Linked DNA regions of Bombyx mori: region 2 is linked to region 1. The links are chromatin contacts, called in public Hi-C maps. All regions are on one chromosome and are shown on one strand. Each heading gives the region's core, a stretch centred on a gene start, on an enhancer-like site or on the middle of the called end of the contact. The rest is flanking DNA. Distances are from core to core; before and after follow the strand shown. Region 1 overlaps LOC101740996 (protein MON2 homolog). Region 2 overlaps LOC101738244 (serine/threonine-protein kinase Wnk).

The links. A called contact is a pair of places that touch in the nucleus more often than the background predicts.
Region 2: a Hi-C map of middle silk gland shows a contact between it and region 1, with 2.1 times the contacts expected there. The contact joins two enhancer-like sites. A contact is called at or near these places in 3 of 7 Hi-C or Micro-C datasets (middle silk gland, posterior silk gland and whole pupa).

Annotation. Positions count from the first base shown.
Region 1 is chr27:1,974,141-1,980,068 of ASM3026992v2, reverse strand. LOC101740996 (protein MON2 homolog) reads left to right here. Exons shown (of 37, transcript XM_038021034.2): 35 at 611-710; 36 at 1,392-1,504; 37 at 2,830-5,910. The coding sequence ends at 2,939. Among protein-coding and RNA genes, the nearest start is that of Tua1, 9.8 kb to the right of the region's middle. Within about 2 kb of position 2,873, at least 4 of the 8 cell types and tissues checked have open chromatin away from gene starts, as enhancers often do.
Region 2 is chr27:2,092,721-2,098,988 of ASM3026992v2, reverse strand. It overlaps LOC101738244 (serine/threonine-protein kinase Wnk), which reads right to left. Exons shown (of 34, transcript XM_038021020.2): 25 at 6,103-6,252; 26 at 5,034-5,149; 27 at 4,181-4,264; 28 at 3,213-3,323; 29 at 2,319-2,397; 30 at 2,151-2,237; 31 at 1,286-1,485; 32 at 134-298. Among protein-coding and RNA genes, the nearest start is that of LOC101738380, 19 kb to the left of the region's middle. Within about 2 kb of position 3,243, at least 4 of the 8 cell types and tissues checked have open chromatin away from gene starts, as enhancers often do.

The sequences.
Region 1 (5,928 bases), core at 1,624-4,123:
AATAAATTAAGTTATTTTGTGAGATACTTGACTACTGTCATCATGCCTAATAGGCATCAACAGTTCGATGTTTTTAATTGAACTTCAATTAAGTTTACTCCATTGAAATAGTTGAACAAGTTTTTGTGTTATGTTATGTTTTCCAAATTTTAAACATTAAATAGCTCTCCTGTAATGTTGAAAAAATGTCACTTAAACCATGCCTTTTACTATTCTACCATAATTGCTGACATCTCAAGTCTCACAAAACATATAAATCAAAATCTTTATTTTTCGCAATAATGAAATAACACTTTTTTAAACATATTATGCAACACGCTTCGTCAGAAAGTCAGTCTCTCAAAATGTATATGTATATTCATTATATGTTTCACATTTTCTCTTTTGTTTATTGACATTAGAAAAAATAATCCAATTTTGTTCTTTATAAAGCTATAATAAAAAGTATTAAAGCTAAGTATATAAAGCTTTATACAGTTTATTAATAGGAAAACAATTATAAATAAGCGCGTGTGTGTGTGTGTGTGTGTGCGTGCGTGCGTTTGTGAGTGCGTGCGTGCGTGCGTGTATGGCGTGCGGCTGTTTATTAATTACATGATTTTATTTTCAGATGATTCTGACCCGCTAGCCATAATGACGTTGCTGGACAGGTTCCAAGAGATCATAATGAAGTATGCAGAGGATGAGCACGACACAGAGCCTCTGCCAAGGTTCGATTCTTCTATTTACATCATTAACTGACGATAAGAGAATGAGCACTTTTTGGTGAACGGTGAAGAAATATCGAGATGGTGATAATTCGATACCTCAAGTCTCAATGTTGATACCTAGTTTCCCATAAAGACAAACTTGTAGAAGTATAGATTATATCATATACTTAGATGATTCTTATTCACCGGATGGATGTCTTAATGATGGAAGATCACTCTTAGCAATTTTAGTGGTTTATTTATTTATTGCTAAGGTGGGTGGACGGCCCTTGTGTTAAATGGTTACCGGAGCCCATAGACATCTACAACATAAATGCCGCCACCCACCTTGAGATGTGAGTTCTAAGGTCTCAGTATAGTTACAACGGCTGCCCCACCCTTCAAACCGAAACGCATTACTGCTTCACGGCAGAAATAGGCAGGGTGGTGGTACCTACCCGCGCGGACTCACAAGAGGACCTACCACCAGTGATTACGCAAATTATAGTTTTGCGGTACACAATGTTATTCCTTCACCGTGGAAGTCAATCGTGAACATTGGGAAGTACATATTTCATTAGATAAATTGGTACCCGCCTGCGGGATTCGAACACCGGTGCATCGCTAGATACGAATGCAACGGACGTTTTATCTTTTAGGCCACGACTTGACTAAATTAATTTGTTTAATTTTCACGAGCAGACATCAACTATCGGAGATATCGTTTGTACTGAAAGCCATAGCGACGCTGGCGGAGTCCATGAAGAAAGCGCCCCCCGGGAAAGTGGACGCGGCGGCCTGGCGGAAGTTAATAGGTAATTGTACTGTAACTTCACTAATGAGATTACTTACAGGGAGCCCCTGGCGAAAGTGTAGTTAGAGCGCGGAGGCTCCAATCTCGGTCCGTGCTGGAGTCGTGGTCTCGCCGTTTGGTGGACCCGTCAGCCGGCCTCCGTACGGTCCGGTCCGCCCGTTTCTCGCTGACTGGGTGGGCCGCGACCTTCCGGCTTACGCAGATGCTTACCGGCCACGGTTGCTTCGGCCGGTACTTGCATAAAATAGCCGGAAGGGAACCGACGGCGCAGTGCCACCATAGCGCAGACCGCGACGAGGATGACACATCGGAACACACACTGGCGTGTTGCTCTGGACTCTACCATGTATTTGATACACACTACACATACACACTGTCAAACTTTTCTTATTGCTTATAATCTGTGGTCAAATTGAGAATAGATTAAATATTGTTTGTCTTTATTTATATTTGCCTATAGTGTAGTCTTGGCGAAATCTGTGACCTATAGAAGTATGTCTATGACAATAGAACCATAATAGTATCACAAACTTATAATTCCAATTAATTATAGTCGAATTTCGACTACCAGGGGACTACTGGTTTTAACAAATACCTAAAGGCTACAGAGGTATGTTTGTGAGAGCGGTGTAATAGATGGTATTGTCGACTGGGTCCCTGAAAACATCCCAAGAGGGCTCCTATTAGGTTATATGTCGACGCTTGAAAGGCAAACGTGACTAAGCGACAATGCGTGAACTTTACAGTAGACAGTACAGAGTACAGTAATTTAAAGTTGAAATACCTGACAAAAATTCTATTTTAACGAATCTAGCTGTAGGATTGAAATGATTTTAATAGATCTAGAATTTTTGAAGTTATACTTCTTTAGGCGCGTTATTAAAAATTGATGAGAGTAAAATTTTACGATGCGCGCGCACCGTGACACAAAATTAACAGAATGAAGTTGCCCACTAAATCGCTCATTACAATACGACCGACGTAACTTAGCGAGTCTGAATATAGCCGCAGGTGAACTTTCCGAACCGTACCGAGAATTACCGAATTTATACGATGTCATGAAAAGGGATGTCCAATATGCGTGTTTGAGGATGTTGTTTAATCGATTTTTTTTTCAAATTGATTAAAATTTAAATAAAAAAAAGGAATAAATTTAATAAAAATAAAGTATAACTTCTAACGTGTACATAAGTACACGCACTCTTTTTTTTGCGCATCAAATATTGTTATTGCCTATCATTTATGTACAAAGCAGTTATTGTCGCTTAGTCACGTTTGCCTTTCAAGCGTCGATATAATCTTACTCTATGGTGTGACGTTGTGCAGACGCGTATGGTGGGTTGGCGCGGCTGGCGGCGAGCGGGCGGGCGCGGGGCGCGGGGGGCGCGCTACGGGCCGCGCTGTTGCACTACGCCGCACTATTGGCGCCGCCCTAGGCCCGCACACAACGAGCCGAGCCGCCCTCATTCCAAAAATGGCCGAACTATATAACGTATGACGTCACTTCGGGCCACAACTAAAGGCTTCGTCTAACAGAACGCGTACTTAGCGCCGCGTTTTAACGGCGCGCTCTTTACACGTCACACAAATCGACTAGATGAACCCAACGCTACTTGACGCGACGTAACATCCGCCAAATCATAGTGCCTTTCGATAGCAGTCTGAAAATTTAAAAGTATTAAGATGTCGAGTGATTCAGATGTGGCATGGGTATTTTCTAACTAATTCTATTAATTATTCGGGCATTATCCAGTATTTTAATACAAATTCACTCGGAGGCTAAAATAAAATTCAACACATCTCGGCGCGCGTTAAGTATGCGCTCTGTTTGACGAAGCCTTAAGATCTTGCACTAACACACGAAGACTAAAACGTTTAGTGAATTAAAATATAAGTAATTAATGTTAAACGATGAATAGTGGTTTAAATGATTGCTTTAAATTATTCATAGTTCCCTGTAAGTACTTTCCCTTTGCCTATCTAGATAGGTTAAAAAGTAAACAACGCCATCTTGCGCCAGTGAGGCGTAATTTTTACTATCCCATAGAAGACTTTGTTTACTGAAGATTTAAATTTTTGAAATGCATGATCCCCTATGATCCTTATTTAGCAGAACAATTTTGAATGAGAATTTTTATTTAAGTGTAGTAGCATGTATTTGCTTTATTAGTTTTGAATTTACAAATATTACTAATGATATCCAATTAATAATTTGATTCAGTATTTACGAAGCACTGTTTTAATTGACATTTACAGCATTGCGAGTCGTTTTGAAATAAACACACACACAAATCTACCTTCTAAAAAATATAATATTTATATATTAACTTAAAAAAATACACAAATACAGCACTTGAACATTCAATCGAACCTGTACAAAATGTAAATTTGTTCATTAATAAAATTAAACAAAAAAATCGTAATAAATGTCTTTAAAGTTGTGTCATTTTCTTTGTAATTTAATTTAGAATTATACCAATACTGTTATTAGATATTCGATGCGGAATGATATGAATTTAAAAAAAAATATTGTCAAGTAATTTGACATAAGTAAGTACTGAAAGGAATGTCGGGTGGTACTGGTGGTAGACCTCTTGTGAGTCCGCGCGGGTAGGTACCACCAGCTTCCCTATTTCTACCGTGAAGCAGCAATGCGTTTCGGTTTGAAGGGCGGGGCAGCCATTCTAACTATACTGTTATAATTATACTAATTTATTCTTACCTTAGAACTTTATATCTCAAGGTGGGTGGCGGCATTTGCCTTGTAGATGTCTATGGGCTCCAGTAACCACTTAACACCAGGTGGGTTGTAAGCTCGTCCACCCATCTGGTTTTTATCAGCAATAAAAAAGTCTGGTGTCAGTACGGAGAACCCTTTACGTAGTAAAATTAAACAAAAATCTCATTGAAATATCTATAACGTAATATTATTGCATCTTGCACTGCGCGCAATAGAATTGAAAACATGGTGCACGGGTCAACGACCCTATTGCGAAGACTCTTTCGCTTGCCGCCCCACTAGATGTGCGTCTTGAATAATTAAAACGAAAAATATTCACTCAAAGACGAAGTTATCAAACCGTATAGTAGGCTATTTTTTTTTATATTGTGTTATATGAAAAACAATATGGAGCGAAAAATTATATAAAGTTGATTTGATACTGCAATCAATTGGAATTAATATTAATGAAACGAGATGAGATGGGATGAAATATAATCTCAGTAAAATGGTAGTAAAATACGTACTAAATAGTAAACGGTAAAATACTGAGAATTATTCAGTGGACTTTTTTGATAAACCCGATAAGTTACATCTAGCGGCTTTGTTTCATTTTCCCACATTTGTGCACTTTCTCAGATATTAAACAGTTAATAAACCACCGTTATTACACATTTTAAACCTGAAGAAATACTAAATAGACAAAATAAAACAAAACACAAAAACTTCACTCCTCGCGTTCCCGCCAAAAAGTCCCCAAAAAAAGACAAGTATCACATCTCACAGATTAAATATCTTTGAGGCAGAGGCTACACTTTTTACATGCCAGTGATTATGTTGATGCTTTGAAAATCACAGTAAATAAATATATATTTTAATATGTTTTATTTATTTATTATATGTTATAAATATGTTTTCAGATATTTTTTAGTAACCACTAATTACTTTTTATTCAATGCCTATTGCGCCTCAGCGATATACGAACTCAAGACAATTACAATCATTTCTATTGTTAGGTTACTGTACTGTAAAACTGTGACTTAGATCTCAGGTCTTAAGGTACGTTGCGGAATTTACGTTGTTGATGTCCATGGGCTCCGATGACCGCTTAACACCAAGTGGTCGGTGAGCTCGTCCACTACCTAAGCAATAAAAATTGTAGGTATTAAGGTAGAAGCCATACCCCGTTCCCTTTGCACCCTGTATACAGCCTGTTATTCCTTACCACTCAATTATGTACAAGTTACCAACACTATTGAAATAAATAAACATTTTACGAATTCGTCTTTATAGGCCTATTTAGATTCACAGTCGATTGAATTTAATTTAAGAAATCATTTTTTTTATTTTTTATTTCAAAGTCGATAGCGGTAGCCATATTGTTCATAAACATTAGCTTTAAGGTAAATTTCATGATGTGATTATATTTGTTTTATAGAAAAATGAAATAATAAAATGTTCTTTATTGTTTTCATTACTTTCCTCTTCATATTAAATGTTTTATTTTTATTTATTTTGGGAAAATATCACAACGTGAAACTTAATGAAACACAATGTAAATAAAACTTCCATTTTCACTGTTTGTATTCAGATTTTTTTATTTAAATAAATGTTAAATAGTTGTCATTTTTGTGTTGATGTAATCTGATTACATCTGTATTTGCGTGTGAATAAATATATTAACTGACCGTGTGAGTATGTTTTAT
Region 2 (6,268 bases), core at 1,994-4,493, 120 kb before region 1:
AGGGTGTGCGTTAAATATGTTACATGTTGTATATGTAAGCTTCTCTTGAAAATGTCGTAAGCGAAATTCAGGTATCTGTCGAATATCTTGCGTTGTATGATGGCTACCGCCACGTCTGGTGGTGGGTACGTACTGGTGGTGGCGCGGGGACGCGCGGCTCGGGCTCGTGGTAGGCGGAGAACCCGTCGTGCTGCAGCAGCGGCAGCCGCGGCTCCAGCACCACGCACGCCGCGTCGCCCAGCACCAGGTACCCGCCGGCGCCCTCCGTGCTCTCCGCGCCGACGGTCTTTGGACTCTCCTACATTAACATTATTGTTTAATATTCACTTTTCAATAATTACCCTTCCTTGAGACATTCCAAGGTGCTCGATGGGTTCGTAGACCTTGAGGCTCTGAACTTGAAAGAGATTGAGAGAGACAGTATTGTTTATGGTATAACAAAAAAAAACATAACATAAAGAAGTACAATCGACGGTCATATCGCTAAGAGCAATCTCTTCCAGACAACCATCTGGTGGACGAGAATCATTTAGAAACGAATTACACCAGATGAGCAAACCTATTTCAATAAAATTAAAGAGTAAACTACGCAGAATGTACATTTCTTTCGTACAACGACAAAAAAATTTAAAAGACCATAGAATCGACAGTATATTTTTTTCCAACTTGACATTTCTTGAAGCAAATACTTGAGTATAATGACACCCATAAATTGAAGTAGTAAATATTTATTAATGATAAATAGAAAATCTATTAAAGTAGGCAATTATTAGGTAAAATAGGTACGTAGGCCTTTCTGTTAAATAATCTGGTTTCCTGACATGACAGTTTACTAGGGTTGACAAAATTTTTGGCTTTCATAATAAAAAAAAATTACGGGGTATTTTGTAGCACGTTGTATGCAATTCTATACATATAAAAATAAATGATGATGAATGAATGATATTCGTCAGTCTCGCTAAAACTCGAGAACGGCTGGACCGATTTGGCTAATTTTGGTGTTGAATTATTTGTGGTGTAAGTCCAGAGAAGGTTTAAAAGGTAGATAAATATGAAAATCTTCGGAATTAAATAAAAATAACAATTTTGTTTTTTCCTCGGACGGATTCCTTTTGTTTGTTTTAAGTTTATTTTATACAAAAGTTTAGTTCTTTTATTTATCGATTGAGGCACGACGAAGTCTGCCGGGTCAGCTAGTACAATAATAATAATTTTGCTTCTTTACACATAAATAAGAATGCTTGCTAGCTACTACGGGTAGTAGTGGCGGGGGTGGTTACCGTACCGGCGTGTGCGGCGTGGGGTCGATGATGGCGACGAGCGCGCCCCCCAGCGCGTCGTCCAGCAGGTAGGTGGGTCCCCGGCGCGGCGTGATGACGTACGTGTCGGGCCCCTCCTCGCCGCCCTCCGCCCCCTCCCCGCTGTCGGCCCCCTCGCCGCCCTCCGTCTCCTCGCCGCCGGACCCCACCTCGCCGCTCTCCTTCTCTAAACGCACCAAACAACTCACTTTAATTCTAAATGATCACCTAAGCCAATGTTGTTTATATTTGTAATCTTGTTAAACACAATTAAGCGCATCGTATGAACAGTACCTATTGAAATAAATATAATAAGGTCAAGTTCAGCGGATATATTAGTATACCCATGCGAGAACTTATTACACGTCCACCTCTGGTGTTAAGTAGTTACCGGAGCTCATAGACATCTACAACATAAATGCAGCCATCCACCTAGATATGAGTTCTAAGGTCTCAGTACAGTTACAACGGCTGTCCCGCCCTTCGAACCGAAACGCATTACTGCTTCCCGGCAGAAATAGGCAGGGTGGTGATACCTATCCGTGGGGACTCTTGAGACGTTCTATCACGAGTAATTAAGAAAATTATAATATAATTTTGCGACTTTGATTTTTACACGATGTTAATCCTTCACCGTGGAAGTCAATCGTGAACAATTGTCAAGTACGTATTTCATTGGAAAAATTGGTACCCGTCTGCGGGATTCGAACACCGGTGTATCGCTACATTTGAATGCACCGGACGTCCTATCCTTTAGGTCACGACGACTTCATATTATTTTATACGTTTTATTTTATTTTAATTTATCTTATTCATTCAATTGGCAACACTAAGCCGCAGCTCCAACAGTACCTGCGTGCTGCAGCAGCCTGCACAGCGAGTAGCCCGCGCACGGCGCCGCGCGCGACACCACGAACCGCCCCGCGCCCCCCACCTCGCCTGCAACAGCCGACACAGTTACTGCATGCCCCCTCCCCTCCCCCCTCCACCGGCGCCAAGACGTATCACAAGAGTTCGTACCTTCGTAAGCGTTGACGGGCGTGTCGGTGTCGCTGGACAGCAGGTCGTGCTCCTCGGCGCTGTGTTGTATGAACACGGCCTGCAACAAGACACGGGGGTACGTTACTAAATACTTTAACAGTTTTTTTTTCCTTGGGAGGCTATTTTAGCGTATCTTTAACTAGTAGGTGAGCTCACGGGACTCAATCCTGACGACGTTGTTAACACGAACGTAAGAGCAGTGCTTCGCAGAATCTACCACCGGATCGGAAACGCAACCCACTGAGAAGATCCGGCGAGAAACTCAGTGGGCTGTGTCTGTGGGTTATTTTACTCGTCGAGCCCGAGAACGATGACCGGATAACAGTTAAATACAGTTCATTCAAACATTATATTGAAAACAGCGAATTATAATTAAATTACATGAAGAAATATTCACACGTCACACGCTTATGTGCATTTATTCCTTTATCACTTAGCTACATCAGTTTCTGAACTTTCGTCTCAAATTTCGAACTCATGTATCAAAGTACGTGGCACTCACATTACCTTTGTGAGCCTCAGCGAACTCATTGATGAGATTTAGCTACTAAATTGGAAGATTTACTCTGAGGATAAGTTATAGGCGGCATGACGTCACTGAGCAGTTTTCAGGCGGGCTTTTTATTTATTTATTGCTTAGATGTGTGGACGAGCTCACAGCCCACCTGGTGTTAAGTGGTTACTGGCGCCCATAGACATCTACAACGTAAATGCGTCACACACCTTGAGATAAGTTCTAAGGTCAGTATAGTTACAACGGCTGCCCCACCCTTCAAACCGAAACGCATTACTGCTACACGGCAGAAATAGGCAGGGTGGTGGTACCTACTGGTGCGGAGTCACAAGAGGTGCTACCAGCAGTAGAGAGGCTACCTTGGGCGGCGCGTGCTTGTAGTGGAGGCTGATCTTGCTGAGCTCGTGGTCCAGCTCCGCTAGCTGCGACACGTGGCGGGACTTATGCACCTCGCTCGCCTCTACGTCAGACTGTTGGAACAGAAAATAAAATTAAACAAATCCCTTTTTTTTATTGTCCTTGTAGACAGACGAGCATACGGCCTACCTAATGGTGAGTGGTTACAGTCGCCCATGGACTTCAGCAATACCAGGGGCAGAGCCAAGTCGCTGCCTATCTATCTGTCATGACATGCCCCTTTACCATCTTAAGAAATTATACTTCTGCGTGTATATAGTACCATATTTCCAGCGACTTTATACATTTTTTTAAATTGCCTTTGTAGGCTAATGAGCATACCGTCGGTCGTGGCCATCAGTACGCTAGAAGTAAATCCAAGCCGTGATCTACTATTCAACTTATTATAAAGACTAAAAGCATTTAGTGAACCGACCGAATAGTGAAGACGTCGTGGCCTAATGAATAAGATATCCGGTGCATTCGTATGTAGCGATGCACCAATGTTCGAATCCCGCAGGCGGGTACCAACTTTTCTATACGTACCAAATGTTCACGTTTGACTTCCACGGTGAAAGAATAACAACGTGTAATAAAAATCAAACCCGCAAAATTATAATTGTCGTAATTACTGGTGGTAGGACCTCTTGTGAGTCCGCACGGGTAGGTACCACCGCCCCGCCTATTTCAACCATGAATCAGTAATGCGTTTTGGTTTGAAGGGCGGGGCAGCCGTTGTACTGTAAAAACTGAGACCTTAGAACTCATGTCTGAAGGTGGGTGGCGGTATTTACGTTGTAGATGTTTGTGGGCTCCGGTGACCCATCTCGTTTTTAAAAAAAAAAAAGTGCTGGTACTCCAGTCTCGGGGCGCTGGTGATCGTTTGGCAACTTCTATGTCATGACTGCCTCTAAATCAAAATGATACATACCTTAGCCAAATGATGCGTGTGCTGTCGATGCGTTGGCGACAACGCTGGACTGTACTCGAGCGGAGAGCCGGGAGACACCGGACCCTGATTAACGCATAAAATAATCAACGTATCTTTTAAAGTAATCATTCAAAAAAAAAAGCAGTACTTTGATCCATACAAGTACCTCCACCCCCCGTGTCCACCGCCAGCCGAACGTTGTAAACATGAATTCCAGTAGTAATATCTATGGGATTTCCATAGCTTGTCTATGTATCTACTTATTTTTTCCTATCAATTCTAGTAACCTCAAGGGGCTATATTAAATTCACAGAACGATATGTTTCTGCAAAGCATAGGTGATTCACATAAGTAAGTCGTCGTGGCCTAAAGGATAAGACGTCCGGTGCATACGTGTCGAGCGATGCACCGGTGTTCGAATCCCAGGCGGGTACCAATTTTTCTAATGAAATACGTACTCAACGAATGTTCACTATTGACTTCCACGGTGAAGGAATAATAAAATCGTGTAATAAAAATTCAAATCCGCGAAATTATAATTTGCATAATTACTGGTGGTAGGACGTCTTGTGAGTCCGCACGGGTAGGTACCTCCACCCTGCCCATTTCTGCCGTGAAGCAGTAATGCGTTTTGGTTTGAAGGGTGGGGCAGCCGTTGTAACTATACTTGAGACATCTCGAGATGGGTGGCGCATTTACTTTGTAGATGTCTATGGGCTCCAGTAACCACTTAGCACCAGGTGGGCTATGAGCTCGTCCACCCATCTAAACAATAAAAAAATAATAATAACCTAAACTGGCAAAAATGTGAAATAATCACAAAAACCTAATACTATAGGATATTGTAACTTACGCTGTTCGATATAGAGGCCAACTTGTGTTGCAGGGAGATCATGTAGTCGTTGTACGAGTGACTCTTGTTGGGCGTGCTCGGCTGCGACGAGCCCGTAGAGTTTACGTTGTTCATGCCTGCAGACAGACCGAATGTCTCTTGTTAACCGACTTGTAAAAAAGGAGGAGGTTCTCAATTCGACTCTATGTTTCTTTTATGTTTGTTGTATGTCTGAACTTTTGACTGGGTCAATCGATTTTGATGATTCTTTTTTTTTATTAGAAAGCTGACGCTTCCTGTGTGGTCCCATTTCAATTTAGTCCAGTTCTGATAATGGTATCCATGAGAAAACCATATAAGTCTTAAATTTGCATCAAGTACGTGCGCGACAAATAGATAAATAACTCAATAACTCAATATCACGCCTACTGATTTCGATGATTCTTGTTCTTAGTGTATATTAATTTGTTTTGGAATATATTTCTTTTTCTATTTAAAGTCCGTTTTTGTTAAAGCATGTCTATTAACAATTATGTCCGTGTGTAATACACGTTGTAGTCCACATCACATTCACATTTTTTGAAGTAAAACTTCTAATGTGACTTCCAACAAGGTAGCGTTAAACGTTTATCGCTACCATGGAATAGAAAGAGACAGAGAGAGAGTGAATGCGCGGCCCTCCATACCTGTTACAAGCCAGCGCGAGCGTTAGCAACGAGTAGCGTCCAATATTTTAGTGAAGTATTTAAAAAAATATATATATATAAAATATTTATTTTTCGATTTATAATTTAAAATATATATAAAATAAATGTTGAAGATGTCGCATCTCTTATACACAGCATTCCCTATTACAAGAGCTATCTGATTTAAGGATGAAAAATTAAGAAAACCACAACACCACATACCACATACCAATACACATCCAAAAAGAAGTTTCACTTCATTCACATTACACAAAGTTGCATCGGTACCGTTTTTTTTATATCTAAATACTTGAACTTATGTTCTGGCTCTGATAACATGGTGAAAGTAGTCCTAAACATATATTTTCGCCCGCAGTCCCCCCCTCCCCCGTGACGTCACCCACCTATGTCGATGTCGACGGGCCTCCTGGCGAGTGAGACCGCCCGGTGCGCGACGAGCTGCGAGAGATTCTGTCCGACCAGTCCGCCCACGCCCAGCTTCTGCCCGCCCATGAGGGTCTGCCCGCCTAGCGACAAGTTCTGCCCAGCTAAACCTGCACAAAATACGAA